2 separate regions of the Rattus norvegicus genome follow, and region 2 is linked to region 1. A link is a contact called in public Hi-C data. All regions are on one chromosome and are shown on one strand. Each heading gives the region's core, a stretch centred on a gene start, on an enhancer-like site or on the middle of the called end of the contact. The rest is flanking DNA. Distances are from core to core; before and after follow the strand shown.

Region 1 (7,511 bases), core at 2,920-5,419:
CCTGTGTTCAAGGGGATCCTGTCAGGCCCTGGGAAACTCTGTACTTGTGGAGTCAGAAGAGAATGATTAAGCAGCTTTTTAGCTATGGCCTAGGTTGAATTGTGACTAACAATTAAAAAAAATTCATGTTGCATGTAGAATGTAAAGCTGTGATTATTTTGTTCTATTTTAAAATCTCAGTAAAAATACCCTTTCCCCCTACCCCGACCCCTGTGTGTGACTTCCTTCACAGAGAGTGAGTGAGAAAGGTATCGGTGGAAGCAGCCCCGGAAATTATAATGGCTTATCCACAGTTGTCCAAGACATTTGTAAAGACAGTTCCTGTTGGTTTTATGGCTCTCCGGCATTTCCTTATCCAGAGAGATTCAGTAACCAGAGCAGCAGCTGTGCCTCCCTCCTGTTCTACTGGATCAACAAGTGCGTGCATGCGTGTGGTAAGTGTGTGTGGTGTATATGTGTGTGTGTTGTGTGTGTGTTGTGTGTGTGTTGTGTGTGTGTGTGTGTGTGTGTTCATGCACGTGTGTGACTTCAGACCAATCTATAATATAAAAGTCAGGAGGGCTGGGCTGGGGTGAGGAGAGGACAGTGAGTGTGGCTGGTTGGTGGAAGTTTGCCAATGACAACAGGTTTAGTTCCACACCTTCCCTGAGCTGGGTTCCATGGGGACAGAGCCTCAGGACAGGCTCAGACAGAGAGACAGGCGATCCTGGGACCTGTCTGTGGTCTGCATCTTGTCTCTCGGGGTGAAGTGAGTGCAGAACGGGACCATTCTCTTCAAATTTCTGAGCACCGCTAAGACTGTTCTTTCTCTTGTCCCTGAGGTCACTGGAGAATGAGGTGTATTACTGCACTATACCTCGTTCTTTAGTCGCTGGATAAGCTGTAAGAATTGGCCATGGGATTTGAAGGTCTTCAGTGATGTCCTTTGTCTGGTGGGCCCACACCTGCAGCATAGAACGATTCCATTTCCAGTCCCCTCCCCCTCAGGAAATCTTCATTTTTCCCCCCTCTTTCCCTGGTGCCTTGACTGACCAACTCAGAGTTTGGGGGAGCATCAAAGGTGTAAATCAGAGTCCCTGGAACCCTGCAGCACCCCTGGAACCCTGCAGCCTGCTCTGTAGAAGGCTGGCTGTGTTGGAGTGGGGCTGCTGTGTTCTCCAGGGTCACGAAACGCCTACACTCCACTTCTCTGAATATTCACATGGCCCCATCTGACGGTTAAGGACACTGGAAAGTATTCTTCTGCGGTACGTTAAGGGTTTGAAGGACAGATGTCATTGTGTGGAGCACACACAGGAGGCATTTTATTCAAGTAGGTTTGTAGTAGGATGCACCTGGTTTAGTTGAGGACAATGTACTCAACCCACCCAAGGAGTGTCTCTCCCACCCAGGCTCACCAGATGCTCTTCATGCAATGACCCCAAGTCCCCTATATTAAAGCCTTCTTTCTATTTTTTTTTAATAGGTTCTGGGGTGGAACTCAGACCCCCATGTTCACAAGGCAGGCGCTTTACCAACTGAACCATCTTGCCAACTTGACCCCGATTGAAGCGCCGAGGTTGGTTGCTGCTCATGGAAACCTGGTAATTTACCCAAAAAAAGGTAAATAAGGGAAAAATAAAAAATAAAAAGAAGCAGAAAGAAGACTCTGCTGGTTAGATTTTATGTCAGTTTGACACAGGCTAGAGTCTTTTTAGAAATGAGAACATCAGTTGAAAAAATGCCCCGCCAGCTTGCTTTGATTAGTGATTTATTGATTAGTGATAATGTGGCTGGGCCAACACCCATTGTGGGCAAGCAGTCCTGGGTGTATAAGAAAGCAGGCTGAACAAGGCATGAGGAGCAAGCAGCATTTTCCTACGGCCTCTGCTTCGGCTCCTGCCTCCAGGTTCCTACCTCGTCTTCTCTCAGTGCTAAGCCGTAAGGTGAACAACTCTTTCCTTCCTGCGTGGCTTTTGACTGTGGTGTTTTATCACAGCAATAGAAACCCTAGCTAAGACAGGGGCAAAGGCAACAGTTTTCAGAGTTAAATGCTGGCAATTGTAAGCCAAGCTTCAAGTGTCAGTGGGAAGAGACTCACAGGAGGATCCCAGACACAGCCCTGTCCCCCAGCTCTGATCTGAAGGCTCACTCTTCATTTGCATGACACCACTGGCAGCTACAGGAGAGTCAAGAGGCCCATTAGGGTGCTTTGGGCCTTGAGGTCCTTTCTGGAACTTAGTTGCTTTGCAGCATGTCCTGGGCTCAGGTGTACTCCTGATAGATAGATTCTGGACAATTTCCATCTGGGGCTAATGTCTGTTCTCAGAATCCAAGTTCTTGGGCCAAGGATGATGGAGAAAGGACTTGCCTTGCAAGCACAAGGACCTCTCTTGGATCCTGAGGATCCATGTAAAAACAAGAAACCTCGGTATGGTGGTATGCTGTACTTGTAATCCCTGCCCGGGGAGAGAGACAGGCCAACCACAGGCTACAGGCCTGTGAGAAACCCTGTCTCAAAAACCAAGGAAGACAGTGTCCTGAGGAATTATGCCTCAGATCTCTCTCTCTCTCTCTCTCTCTCTCTCTCTCTCACACATACACATAGACACACACACACATATATACACAGGTATACACACACATACACACACATACACACCCCCCACATACACACACATACATATACACATACACACATACACACACACACCATACACACACATATACTCATACATAGATATACATACACACACATACACACACACACATAGACACACATATATATACACGTATATACATAGACACACACAAACATATATACACACGTATACACACACATACACACATACCATACACACACATATACAGATACATAGATATACATACATACACATAGGCACATACACATACACACACGCACCATACACACATACATATATACATACATAGATATACATACACATACACCTACACACACACCTACACACACACACACATAGACACATACATACACACACATATACACACACATACACACCATACACACACATACACATACACATACACATACACACACACACACACACACACACACACCCCTCTAAATTCTTGGCTCCCTATACCTGCCGTTTGCAGCCTCTCTGAGTGACATGTTCCCTACAGAAGCAGCATCCCTTGTTTGTGCTAACAGTCACCGCTTTTCCTGCTTCTCTTTCTTCACTTGAGTAGCCAAAGACGGCTCGATACCGAGAGGAAATCATCTCCAAATAAGACAAATCACAGCACCCTGTTTACACAGCAGCAACTCAATTACTGTTTACCCTTTCTGCAGTGAAGGTTATCATGATACTCAAAGAGAGACCCAGAGCTGTCTGCCCTTTCCCCACTTCTGCAGGAGCCGGTCTCTTGACCAGACAATTACCGTAAAATACTCTCTCTCTCTCTCTCTCTCTCTCTCTCTCTCTCTCTCTCTCTCTCCTTAGTGAGAGAGATCATATCAGTTCCTCAGAGTGGGAGGTATTATATGGCCTCAATCCTTCTGAATAGACACGGGCAGGCTTGACACACTCTCTGGGAGTGATTTCTGTCTTCAGGGTTTCTATTGCTCTGATAAAACATTGCGACCGAAAGCAACTTGGGGAAGAAAGGGTTTATTTAGCTTATACTCCTAGGGCATCCTTAAGGGATGTCAGGGCAGGAACTTGGAGGCAGAGATCATGGAGGAGTGACACTGGTTTCTTTCCCCTTGACTTTCTCTGCCTGCTTTCTTACAGCACCTAGCACCTCTAGCCCAGGATTGCGCACCTACACTGAGCTGGGCCCTTTCCTATCAATCATAAGAAAATGTACCACAGGCTAGCCCATAGATCAATCTGGTGGGAACATATTCTCAATGGAGGTACCCTCTTCTAAGCGACTCCAGCTATCTCAAGTTGATAAAAGAACTGGGCAGCGCATGCAATGAATCTAAAGAGCTAGCTAGGTTTCTGGAGAAATGGGCTGACGGTTTAAGATGGTTTTTTGGGCCACTGTGTCTGAGGTATGGGGAGCTATCTGGAGGTTGCTCATGGGTTCAAAAGCAAGAGGACATGGCTGAGTGACTGGAGGGCTGTGTGAAGGAGTGGGTGCCAGGGACAGGCTGTTGACAGCCACTTTCTCACAGCTATCAGAAAGACAGTAACTACCAGGCCCTGAGGCTGATGGCTGATCCAGAGTTGGGTAATCTTGTGGTATGTATTGATTTTTGCATCATGCTAGACCAAGATTAATGAGTGTTTGGTTTCTTTCTAGCCCAGTTTTCTTAAGGCTCCCAAAACAAAAGTAATTGTCTGCAGGGGCAAGTATGGGAGAGTACACAATGCCACCAGTTCCGGAACCGTAAGGGCCACACCGTGCTCCACTTTGTTCTCCAATTAAGATCTCTGAAGTGCCCTTTGCTAGTGGCTTTGGTGTCTGTGGTCAGGCTTGTGACTGGATTTTCTTCCACAGGCCCTATATCTATATTCATCAATATCAATATCTGTCTGAGGCTCCCCATAGGTCCTGGGCCCTGCTTCTGCCCAGTGCCTCAAGCAGCAAACATGTATTTAGGTGCTGGGGTCCCCTCGGCTGGTGCAGGTATGATGGCCACAGATATGTGTGCGTGTGTGTGTGTGTGTGTGTGTGTGTGTGTGTGTGTGTGTGTGTGTACCAGGACATGCAGGGGATTTCAGTTTTCTCTTACCACGTGGGTTCTGGAGACTGAACTCAGGTCATTAGACTTTAACCTACTGAGTCAGCCACCTTGCTGTCTCTACACACACGTGTTCTGAGACAGGTTCTGTCAGTGCACCCGACACCCACAGATTCTGCAATACCAGCTGGCCACCGAGCTTCAGAGGTCGCCGGCTCCATTCCCCCAGCACTGGAGTCCCAGACATCTGTGTTGCCGCATCTACTTGTGTGAAGGTTCTAGGGACATCAGTTCCGGTCTTCACACTTGCCCAGCAGATGGTTCACTTCCCTAGACCCTCGATGACTCTCTTATGTCTTTTTAAGATCAAACGTGTCTCCTTGGTGACACCGGCTCCAGGGCTCACGGAAATGTTTAGAGACAGCTGGTCCCGTTGCAGTCCTCACCTAACCTGTCTCTATGGAGCTGGCGAGTCACCACGCTCATCCGATGCTCTTCCTCCCCAGCTCTCTGCCAACAGGCAACAAACCAAACACGATGTGCATTTGTCTCTGGGTCCTCTGCTGACTGAGCCGAACTCCTAGCTTGGGGATGCTGTCATGAATGCATGCCCGGGTGTTTCTGCAACATGCCTTACACATCTGACTGGTTTCATCACCACAGAACTGTGCAAGCGAGTTTTTGTGTTTGTTCTAAGCACCCCAAACCCCATGTCTAGGAATATGGAGGTGCAGAGGAACCCCAGCCTCAGACCACACGGCTTGGTCTTGGCAAACAGCTGGCCAACGTCCTCAAGTGACTCTTTGAATGGAAGTCTTACGTAAGAAAAAACATTTGTTTTGTGGGGAAGACAGCTTCTTAGAAAGGGCATGTTTTAGCTCTTTTTGGACCATGGCTTTGATGTGCGGACACTCGCCATTTACACACTAAGGTGTGTGCTTGGGTTTGGGGTCAGCCTTTTGATACATCATCTAAGACCCGTGAGATCTGTGGACTTTGACAGTGCAGGAAGCAGGTGTTGTGCTTCCTGCACCAGCCCCTTGCCTTGACATTCTAGACGTGTACTGTGGTAACTATTTCTACAGACACTTGAACAAATGTTTATTCAACCCAGATGGGGGTGTGGGGGGAAGAACGACATCCACACCCAGGTTGTTGAACTGCTGGACTTATTTAGGTTACTTCTAGGAGCTCGGGTGAGGGGTTATTTACAGGAATACGGAGACCTCTGAACATTTCTTCATCCAAAAGTTCTACCCTGGCATGGGTGATGGCTTCCTCATAGCTACTTAACTAGAACCTTCCTTCAGTTAAGCCTTCACCCTCTACAAGCTCTCGAACCTTCCCAAACCATGTGCAGCCGGGGCAGAATTACACACAGCTGGAAGGAGGCTGCAGGGGTGAGTGGCTGGAATATCAGCTCTCAATCTAATCACCTTCTCCATTCCCCTGATGTTAGGGACTACCAATGGGTCTGATCCCATGAGGGTCTCCTGAGGGTACCAAGAGCTGTTCTGATAGTGACCGCTACGCTGTGCCCAGAGGACAACATTCCACAACTCTGTGGAACTGAGGCTGTTAAAGAACTTACCTTAGAGGGCCATTCACCTCCTCAGCTTGCTTCTAGGAGCTGATGTTACAAGCTTCTGTTTCTTAGTCTTAGACAAATCTCCTCAGCAGTGAGGGTCAGGGGCCAGACTGTTATTACTCCCATGTATGAAAACTCCATTTGTAGTCAGAAGGCCTATTTTTCTGTTTGTAAATTATCATCAACATCCATCCATAAGATCTCAGGCCTCATTTACCCAGTGAATTCTGAGTAGCTACTTAATGCTCAGGCATAAACAATGAGAGTACGGCAGTTACTTTATAAACAGGCGGGCATGGTGTGGGCCTGAGAGTTTCTAGATAGAACGTGTGTAGTAATTATAAGGCCAGAGAAGAAGTGTAACTTAAGAATTGAGGCGGAAAGTGTATAAGGGTCAGATCATCACAAGGACAAAAAGGGTGGAGCCGAACTGAGGGTGGTGGATCTGCAGGGCCTGTCTGAGAAGAGGCTGCTGAGATGGCACACCATGGAACAAACTCTAAGCACAAAGAGTGTTCTAAGACGGTGTCTGTGAGGATTTGTTATGTACCTCATTTCTGTCCTGGGAGGAAGAGGGAGGCTCCTAAAGAATCAGGAACTAAAAGAAACTTAGAAGGCACAGGAAGTTCCTGAAAGTTATAAGATTCACAAAGCCCCTGCCATAATCACATAAGCAGTAACAACTTCTGGGGGAAGAGATTCTCCAGTCAAACAAGCTGCCTGCAAGTGTGCAGGATGTCTTTCCTGGGTGAATTGCTCAGTGATCTAGCTGCTTCTGTGTCACTCAAACCCCCTATAAGCAACACTGAAAAACTCATTGAATCATCAGTTCAGACTCTGGTGGAATTGGTTCTTTGGGCTGTTGTTGGTGTCCTATCTGCATCAAGTTGACATTTATCTATCCCCAGGGAAAGTCACACAGTAAGGCCAAGGAATGGGGTGCCAGGATGGTCAGTGGGGGTGAGAAGCGGTCTAACATATGGGTATTCACAAGCCATGACAAGAAGCATGGGTTGTGTTTAAGACAAAGAAGTCGGGGGATTGGGGATTTAGCTCAGTGGTAGAGCGCTTGCCTAGGAAGCGCAAGGCCCTGGGTTCGGTCCCCAGCTCCGGAAAAAAAAAAAAAAAAAGAAAAGAAAAAAAAAAGACAAAGAAGCTGGGACTGGAAAGACACTCAGTGTAAAGTGCTTGGTGTATAAGTACACAGACCTGAGTCAGAGCCTTGGCTCCCATAAAAAACTGGACTTGGTGGCACATACCCATAACCCC
Region 2 (7,511 bases), core at 1,621-4,120, 140 kb before region 1:
AATAAACCAAGCTTCCACTAGGACCCCTCCCAGCAGACAGTCATCGGGAAGTTCACTGAGAGAATTGGCTGGGAATGGGGACCGCCTCTCTGGTTTGTCCAGGCTAACCATTAACTCTTGGACTCAGGAGTCCTCCCGGCTCAGCCTTCCAAGTAGCTAGGATTCTAGGTGTTCCCATGCATTTATTTTAATTCAATTTTGAGATGGGGGCCTAAGGTGTACCAGGCTGGTGATATCCAGGTGTGTATTACTTACTATGCGTGGGTTATAAAGCTGGTCCTCATGCACACTCTATAAGTATCTACCTACGGAGATATAGCCCCACCCCCGAAGGGTTTCAAAAGTGGAGCATATGTGAAACTTCCCTTTTAATAGACTCACTGTCCCCTGCACTATTAAGGTTTAGGGATGTAGTAAGAGTGTAGCCACCGGAAAGTGTGGGGTTTAGAAATATTGCCTGTGGTGTCCGGCCTGGTCCTAACCTTTCTATCCTAATTGAGATGGGGACTTTGGGGCCACTAGAACTTGGCTAGGTAAAGCTGTGTAAGGCCCTATCTTATGGCGGAGAGGAGGGTTTCCTGTAATCGAATACTTTGAAAATGCCAGCAGAGTAGACTAGCTTCAGGGCTTGTCAATCATCCCTTCTGGCCCAGACTGGCTGGGGGCGGGGTCTGGAAATGCTAGTACTTAAGCCTGCGCTAACCTGTACCGGCCTTCCTGCGGGGGACAGGCCGGAGGATGGGGTGAGGGGTGGGGGGAGGCGTTTCCTGCAACCCGGCAAGTGAACTCTTTTCTAGCTGTAAGTGGCAGCGGCGGCTGGGTGCTAAGATATCAAATGGATTAGTATTTCCGACGTTTCCATGGCATCTGAAACCAATGAGAGTTAAGAAGTAATAAAACTTTGAAAAGAGCAACAATTTAAGTTTCCATCACTTAAAATGTGTTTTATTAGGAAGGGGTTTTGAGAAATTGAGAGACCTTGCAAATCAAATTCGTGCTTTCACTGAACCACAGGACGGACCTCTGCAGTTCTCAATGCAGCCTCTGGGAGGCGCAAGACGCCGGCCCCAGGCCTAGCCTTTGGCGTTGGCAAACGCGCAGCTTCACCGAGCAGCAGGAAAACGTCCTTTAAGGAGTTCAAAAATTAACACTGAATGTATATATTCACCACCCACCTAGAGAACACTCCAGTAAAAAGGAATTTTCTGTGTCTCTCTCTGCCTGTCTCCGTCTCTGTCTCTGTCTCTGTCTCTGTCTCTGTCTCTCTCTCTCTCTCTCTGTGTGTGTGTGTGTGTGTGTGTGTGTGTGTGTGTGTGTGTGTGTGTGTGTGTGTGATTTTTGCATCTGGCAAGCTTCATGAACGCCCTTTGCCCTATCCAGCCTCCCCAGGCTTCACTCAAAAGAATCTCCAGAAGTCCCCTAGCACACTTTTCTGTGTAGTACAGAGAGATGCAGACGCCCACAGTGTCGTGATCTGCGGGTGAACAGTCTGGAAGCCTGGTGTGCAGGTCTCACGGGGCAAACGATAAGTTCAGAAATCTCCCAAGATCGCTTCGAATTCTATTATATCATCAGAAAAGAACTTTTGAAAAAACATTTTTAAGTAGTTGAAATATTTCAAAAATCTCATTAGACAAACGGATTCTTGGTCCCGGGCGGCAGGCTCCTTTCGGTCTCCAGGCCAGGGGCGCAGGAGCTATACTGATTCTAATTGATGCGCATAATAGCACAGGGTTCTCGGTGCCTGGGGTACCTCGGCCCTGGGAGGTCAACGCGAGGCAGTATGTGGTGGGAGGATAGGAAGATCTGGATTTTTCTAGGTCGGCCTGTAGGCGGCGCCCTGGGAAAAGCATTGAGGAACAGCGTGCGCCGAGCTTCCAAGTCACCCCGGAACCTCTGGGTTTGGGGTGCAGTATCCCTGTGTGTACAGCTCTCTCCCGAGCTTGGCACGCGTGTATCAGAATCCCAGCAGCCAGCATAAGCCTAAGAGGTGCGCACCCAGGGGCGGGGGAGCGGCACGCGGCTCCGACCCTCACGCGCCGTGCAACCCCGCGACCCCCGCGCGCGAGGGGGGCTCTGCCCACCCCACCGGCGGCAGGTGGACAGTGTTGCTATGAAAGAGAAAGCGTCGATTGTCCTCACTGTGAACTGCCACACGCCAGACCTCCTCTTTTGTGTGCCCCGTATAGAAATGCAAACGAGCCGCGTGTGCCGGCAGCAATCTGCTAGTCCCTGCTGCCCGCGCCCCACAGCGATCTGCTCCGGGTAGGGGTGGGGGATGGGGGGCGGGAGAGCTTAGACCTTGCAGCCGTGACCCCGAAAGGCGCTAAGTCCTGAGTCCTTAGTGGCAGTCTAGGCCTAAAGTCAGTTGCAGTTGCAAACCTTTGACTTTTAAGTTTCGGTTTCGGTGCAACAGTCCCGTAAACTTCAAGTTGAAAAAAAAAAAAAAGAAAAAATTAGAAAGGTCGCAAAAAAAAAAAAAAACCAAAAAGTGCAAACAAACAAAAAAGGCGTTTACATTTTCCAAGTGTGCATTCTACAAATTCCAGTATCGTATTAGCAAACAACGTGCTATTTTTTTAACTTTTTCCTTTTAAGGACTTACAAAAAAGAAAGGCGAGGTGAAATCTGCAGGCTCCAGTCTGCCTGGTAACACCCTGACAAAAGCGGCAGATTTGAGGCTGTGTCATCCCCCGCACCCCTCCCCACGTGGCCTTCTGGCACGAGCCGCAGGCCTGCCGCCTCATTTGCATCAGAAAGCGGGCGCTGGCCAATGGGAGCGCAGCCTCCCGCCAGCTGGCGGCGGCGCGCGGAGCCGGTCTATAAAAGGACTCTCCCTGCCGAGCCTGGCGCACTCGCTGGTGGTGGGCGCGGATCGTCTTTGGGAATCTTTACTTGCGCTCGGGTTCCCTCTGCACTCTTCACTTTTGGATAACTTGCTGTTCGTGGATCGCACAATGACTCTGGAAGAAGTCCGTGGCCAGGATACAGTTCCGGAAAGCACAGCCAGGTGGGTTTGGGGGTACAGAGAGTTGTCGGGTAGCGATCTCTCGGGGTCCTCCAGGATAGAAGTTTGCAGGGTGGGAGCCATGCACTGTCTGGCTGCGAGGTGCAGAGGCGCGGGACCAGGATTATTACATTCGATTCGTGTCTAGAGCTAGAGTTTGGGGTGCCGGCACCTGGTCGTTGTTGGGGAGCCTGGGATACGGGTACCAGATCAGAAGTAGGGAACCGGGAGTTACAGGCGCCAGGTCGAGACTGGGTGATGGGGAATGAGGGCGCCAGATCATGACTAGGGTGCCAGAGGTGTGGGCGCCAGGTCGGGACTGGGGATCCGGGTGTGTGGGCGCCAGGTTGGAGTTGGGAGGCAGGAATGCTGGCGCCAGGCAGGTCTAGGCTAAGGGGCCAGCTGGGACTTGGAGGTCAGGGCAGGGATCTCTCTGTCGCGTCCCCGTGCTGGTCCCCCACTCACGGCGCTTGTTCTTTCACAGGATGCAGGGCGCCGGGAAAGCATTGCACGAACTTCTGCTGTCGGCGCAGCGCCAGGGCTGTCTGACCGCTGGCGTCTACGAGTCCGCCAAAGTCCTGAATGTGTGAGTGTAGAAAGGCCCCGCGTGCAGGGATTAGGGTTGGCGCGGTGGGGAGACCTGGGGGTGGCATCGACTCTGACCTTGTGCTTCCCATCTGCTCTGCAGGGACCCTGACAATGTGACCTTTTGCGTGCTGGCTGCCGACGAAGAAGATGAGGGCGACATAGCCCTGCAGATCCATTTTACGTTGATCCAGGCGTTCTGCTGCGAGAACGACATTGACATCGTGCGCGTGGGAGACGTGCAGAGGCTGGCGGCGATCGTGGGCGCCGACGACGAGGGGGGCGCGCCGGGAGACTTGCATTGCATCCTCATTTCGGTGAGCGCTCCCACTCACTACCTCTCCACGCCAGTCCCCCAACCTGTCCTGGCCAACGATAGGCATGGCTGACCCCTGTATTTCTTTTCTTTTTTTAAATCCAGAACCCTAATGAAGACACATGGAAGGACCCTGCCTTGGAGAAGCTCAGTTTGTTCTGCGAGGAGAGCCGCAGCTTCAACGACTGGGTGCCCAGCATCACCCTTCCCGAGTGACAGCCTGGCAGGGACCTTGGTCTGATCGACTTGGTGACACTCTAGCGCGCTGCTGGCTCTGGAGTGGCCCTCCGAGGGCGCTCGAGTGCGCATGGAGACTGGCAGGCGATGTTGCCTGGAGAGCGAGGAGCGCGGCCTCCCAAGAAGGGGGTCTGGCGGCAGCGGGGACATCTTGTTCCGAGCCCAGGACTCTGCCAGTGTCCGGAGAGGCTGCTAGCACACGAAGGCCTGGCAAGGACGTTGGCCCCAGGGCCGGGAAGAACCGACCAGCGAGGCAGGTGTGACTCAGCAAGCAGCCTTCAGTGAAAGGAGGGGAAAGGCAAGGCAGGAGGCCGCCTGGACTTGGTACAGCTGCAGGAGAGGCCACTGCAGGAGCGAGCCGGACTTAGCAGACTGCACTGCTCTTTCAAAAACGGATCCCGGGCAATGCTTTCATTTTCTAAAGGACGCTATCGTGGAAGCTTTGAATTTCACAATAAACTTATTGAAACAAACTTATGCTTCTTATTGAGGGTCGGGGATTCTTATCTCGGGAGGGGTGAGGGAGGCGGTCAAGGGTGTTTCTGGTAGTTGATGGAGCTTGGGACACCCGTGACCACCTCTCTTTCTGTCTTGGGCAAGAAACAGCCTCCTGGGGCTGGCAGTAGGGGGAGGGAATGCTGGCGAGTAGTAAAGGGGAATACTGTTTGAACCTTTCAGGAAGATTTCAAATTTGCAAGACAGGAGCATACTTGATAAGGCATCCTGGTGCAGGAGCTCAAGGCTTGCAATCCAATCCGATAACTGTGACTTCTGCCTCCAGCGCCCCCCCTCCCCCACTCCGCCCCCCTCCCCCACCTTTGCCTGGACAGCTGCTTATCTGAACAGCTTGCTGGAGGCCCTGTGCCTTCCAATACAATGAGCTTGCCTTCTGCAACTCTGCCCTTGGTGTGGTGGCTGTGGATGGTGGATGGGGGCGGGTAGCTCTAGCTTTCAGGAACTTTCTCCTTTTAATTGTTCTGACAAAGCTACGCTACTAAGGTATTAATATAAAATATGACACCAGTGAGTGCGTTTTAAGTATGAATCATCATTTTGTCACAGCCGTGATGGAAGCTACAGTATCTTAGCAGAAGTTGGAAGGCACTGTCTATATAAATAGGAGTGAGCCAGTCTGAGTGGGGCGGGCATCTGCTAGTTCCTATTCTCAGTGCTTCTGCCCACATCAGGGAGGACTGCTGCTACCCGCAATTCCTTTTAAAGTCAGAGGACAAACGCTTGGGAGCCAAGATTATCTTTTGAGAAGGATCTGGGGGAAACGTCCCAGAGAGAGGACTTTTTCTGTAGCTTAGTGCTTCTGGCTTTCACTGCTCATTCCAGGCTGTGCTGACGGATGGGGGGAAGCCCACGTGGGGCTTTCTGGCTGTCAGCTCTGCTGCCGGGCAGAGCTCGAGCCTTCGGGGAAGGGAGGGGTGGGGTGCTGTTTTTCTAAGAAGGCCATTGGGCTGATTTACCAGCAGTGCTTAGGGAGGCTGGTTTGCCGGTTGAGTGACACTTTAAAAAAAAAAAAAAAAAAAACCGCCACAGCGCATTCTGGAAGCCTGTACAAGGCAACAGGAAAACTGCAGGAGTGCGACCACATTTCCTGTAAGGAAAAATGCCTTTTTTTTTTTCCTCCAAACCATCTCCAGTGAAAGAATGCAGCCACAGTCGTGCCCCAAATAGCATCACTGCTTCACTTGGCCATTAATTTTTTTTCTTTAGGGGGGAGTCTTGCAGTGGGGGAGTAGATCTGTATGCTGGTAAAAAGAAATAACTTTTTGCCATAAGTGTTCAACAGAACATTACAGGCTGGCAGACCCTGGTAGGACCTTGAGTTGGCAGTCGGTAGGAAACTTGGCTTTCTCTGATTGGCCCTTACTTTGCCACCACCTGTTAGAGTTTTAGGAGACAAGAATTTCCAGGAGGGGGTGAGGGTAGGGTGGGGGCGGGGAGTAGGAATGCAGGGTTGGACCACTAGTGGCTGGGAGGGGATGATTGTGGCCCGAATTTGTGCTGAATTTTTTTCATATATGTATGTTAATATTATTATCATGAACTAACCAAGAGGGCATAAAATAAATTATATGGTGTGCAGTTATTTAGGTCCTGGCCTCAAACTCAGCATGCAGTTAAGGATAACCTCGAACCACTGTTCCGGCTGCCTTCAGCTCCGAAGTGCTGGATTATGCGCGAGCGTGGGCCACCACACCCCATTTTGTGCAGTGTTGAGGATAAAACCCAGGCAAGTTCTCTACAACACACACAACACTTTGCCATCCTTCAAATGCATGGAGTTTGCAAACACTTCCTTCCATGCTTACAGTGACCATCGGTGAATGTGCATGGATAAATCCTAGACCCATGCTAAGCATGACACACATGTCCAGGCATGGAACATGAGTGTTGAGCCTCAAGAAAGCACTGGATGAGTGTTAATGACTTAAGAGCTAGTGGCGAAAGAAGGAAAACGTTCAGCCACAGAACAAAGACTGCCGGGCCACCATCAGAGTGTCGAAGGCTTGCAGCTTGTGGGCTGCAGGCTGATTCAGGAATGACACCTGTTTTCCAGGGAGAAGTTTTTTGTATTTAGAAAAGTTACAAATTCATTTGGAGAAAACTTGCACAATGAAAAAAAAAAAAAAAAAAAGGAACCAAGAGACATTGTAGCCCAGCTGGGACAAACATGGGGTTTGCCACTGGGGTTTGCATCTTGCAGACACACAAGCACACTGTATCAACTTTTGCCACTTTCCTTTTCAGTGGACAGTCTCTTGCAGCCTCCTTGGAGTGAGTGATTTCAAAGACTACAACCAGCTCAGGGGTGACAATACACGTTCCAGTCTGATCCAGCCGGCGAGCCTTCGCCTATGTAGTCTTTGTCAAACAAGACAAACACCTGGAGCCGGGGATATGGCCCAGTATTTAAAGTGTTGTAGACAAAGGATTCAAGCCCCATGATAAAACGTCTGAGCATGGTGCTATGGGTTTATACTCCCAGTACGGCGTAGGCCGAGACAGGAGGATCCAGCCTTGCCTTTGATAAGGTCCAAGTTAGTTAAGAGACCTGTCTCAAAAAGAAAAGGTGGTTGGGGCTGGAAGGATGGCTTAGTGGCTAATGATGCCCACCGAGGCAGTTTACAATTGCCTGTAGCCCCAGCTTCAGGGATCTGATGTTTTCCTCTGCAGAATTCTAAATGTCCAGTGTCTAAAACAAACCCGTAGCACTGCTCCAGAGCAGGAAAAGTCAACTGTGCTGCTCTTTTACTGTAAAACCTGTCTTAGCATTAGACGGTTGCTGTAAAATTTGCCCTGGCACATTTCCCAAAGATGAGACGGATACAGAGGTAGCAGAGAAGGCAGGGTGCT

The links. A called contact is a pair of places that touch in the nucleus more often than the background predicts.
Region 2: a contact with region 1 is called in a Hi-C map of liver, with 4 times the contacts expected there. The contact joins the promoter of Gadd45g here to the enhancer-like site in region 1. A contact is called at or near these places in 8 of 12 Hi-C or Micro-C datasets (the A7r5 cell line, frontal cortex, kidney and 3 more) and 1 of 1 datasets of contacts at active chromatin or transcription factors (oligodendrocytes).

Annotation. Positions count from the first base shown.
Region 1 is chr17:13,389,644-13,397,154 of GRCr8, reverse strand. LOC120097809 (a long non-coding RNA gene) reads left to right here. Exons shown (of 3, transcript XR_005495575.2): 2 at 1-434; 3 at 1,466-7,511. Among named protein-coding and RNA genes, the nearest start is that of Gadd45g, 140 kb to the left of the region's middle. Within about 2 kb of position 4,169, at least 2 of the 93 cell types and tissues checked have an H3K27ac peak or open chromatin away from gene starts, as enhancers often do. A contact at or near this core is called in liver, where this site is marked.
Region 2 is chr17:13,525,710-13,533,220 of GRCr8, reverse strand. Gadd45g (growth arrest and DNA-damage-inducible, gamma) reads left to right here and starts at 2,870. Exons shown (of 4, transcript NM_001077640.2): 1 at 2,870-3,010; 2 at 3,492-3,593; 3 at 3,696-3,909; 4 at 4,014-4,615. The coding sequence starts at 2,958. The coding sequence ends at 4,124.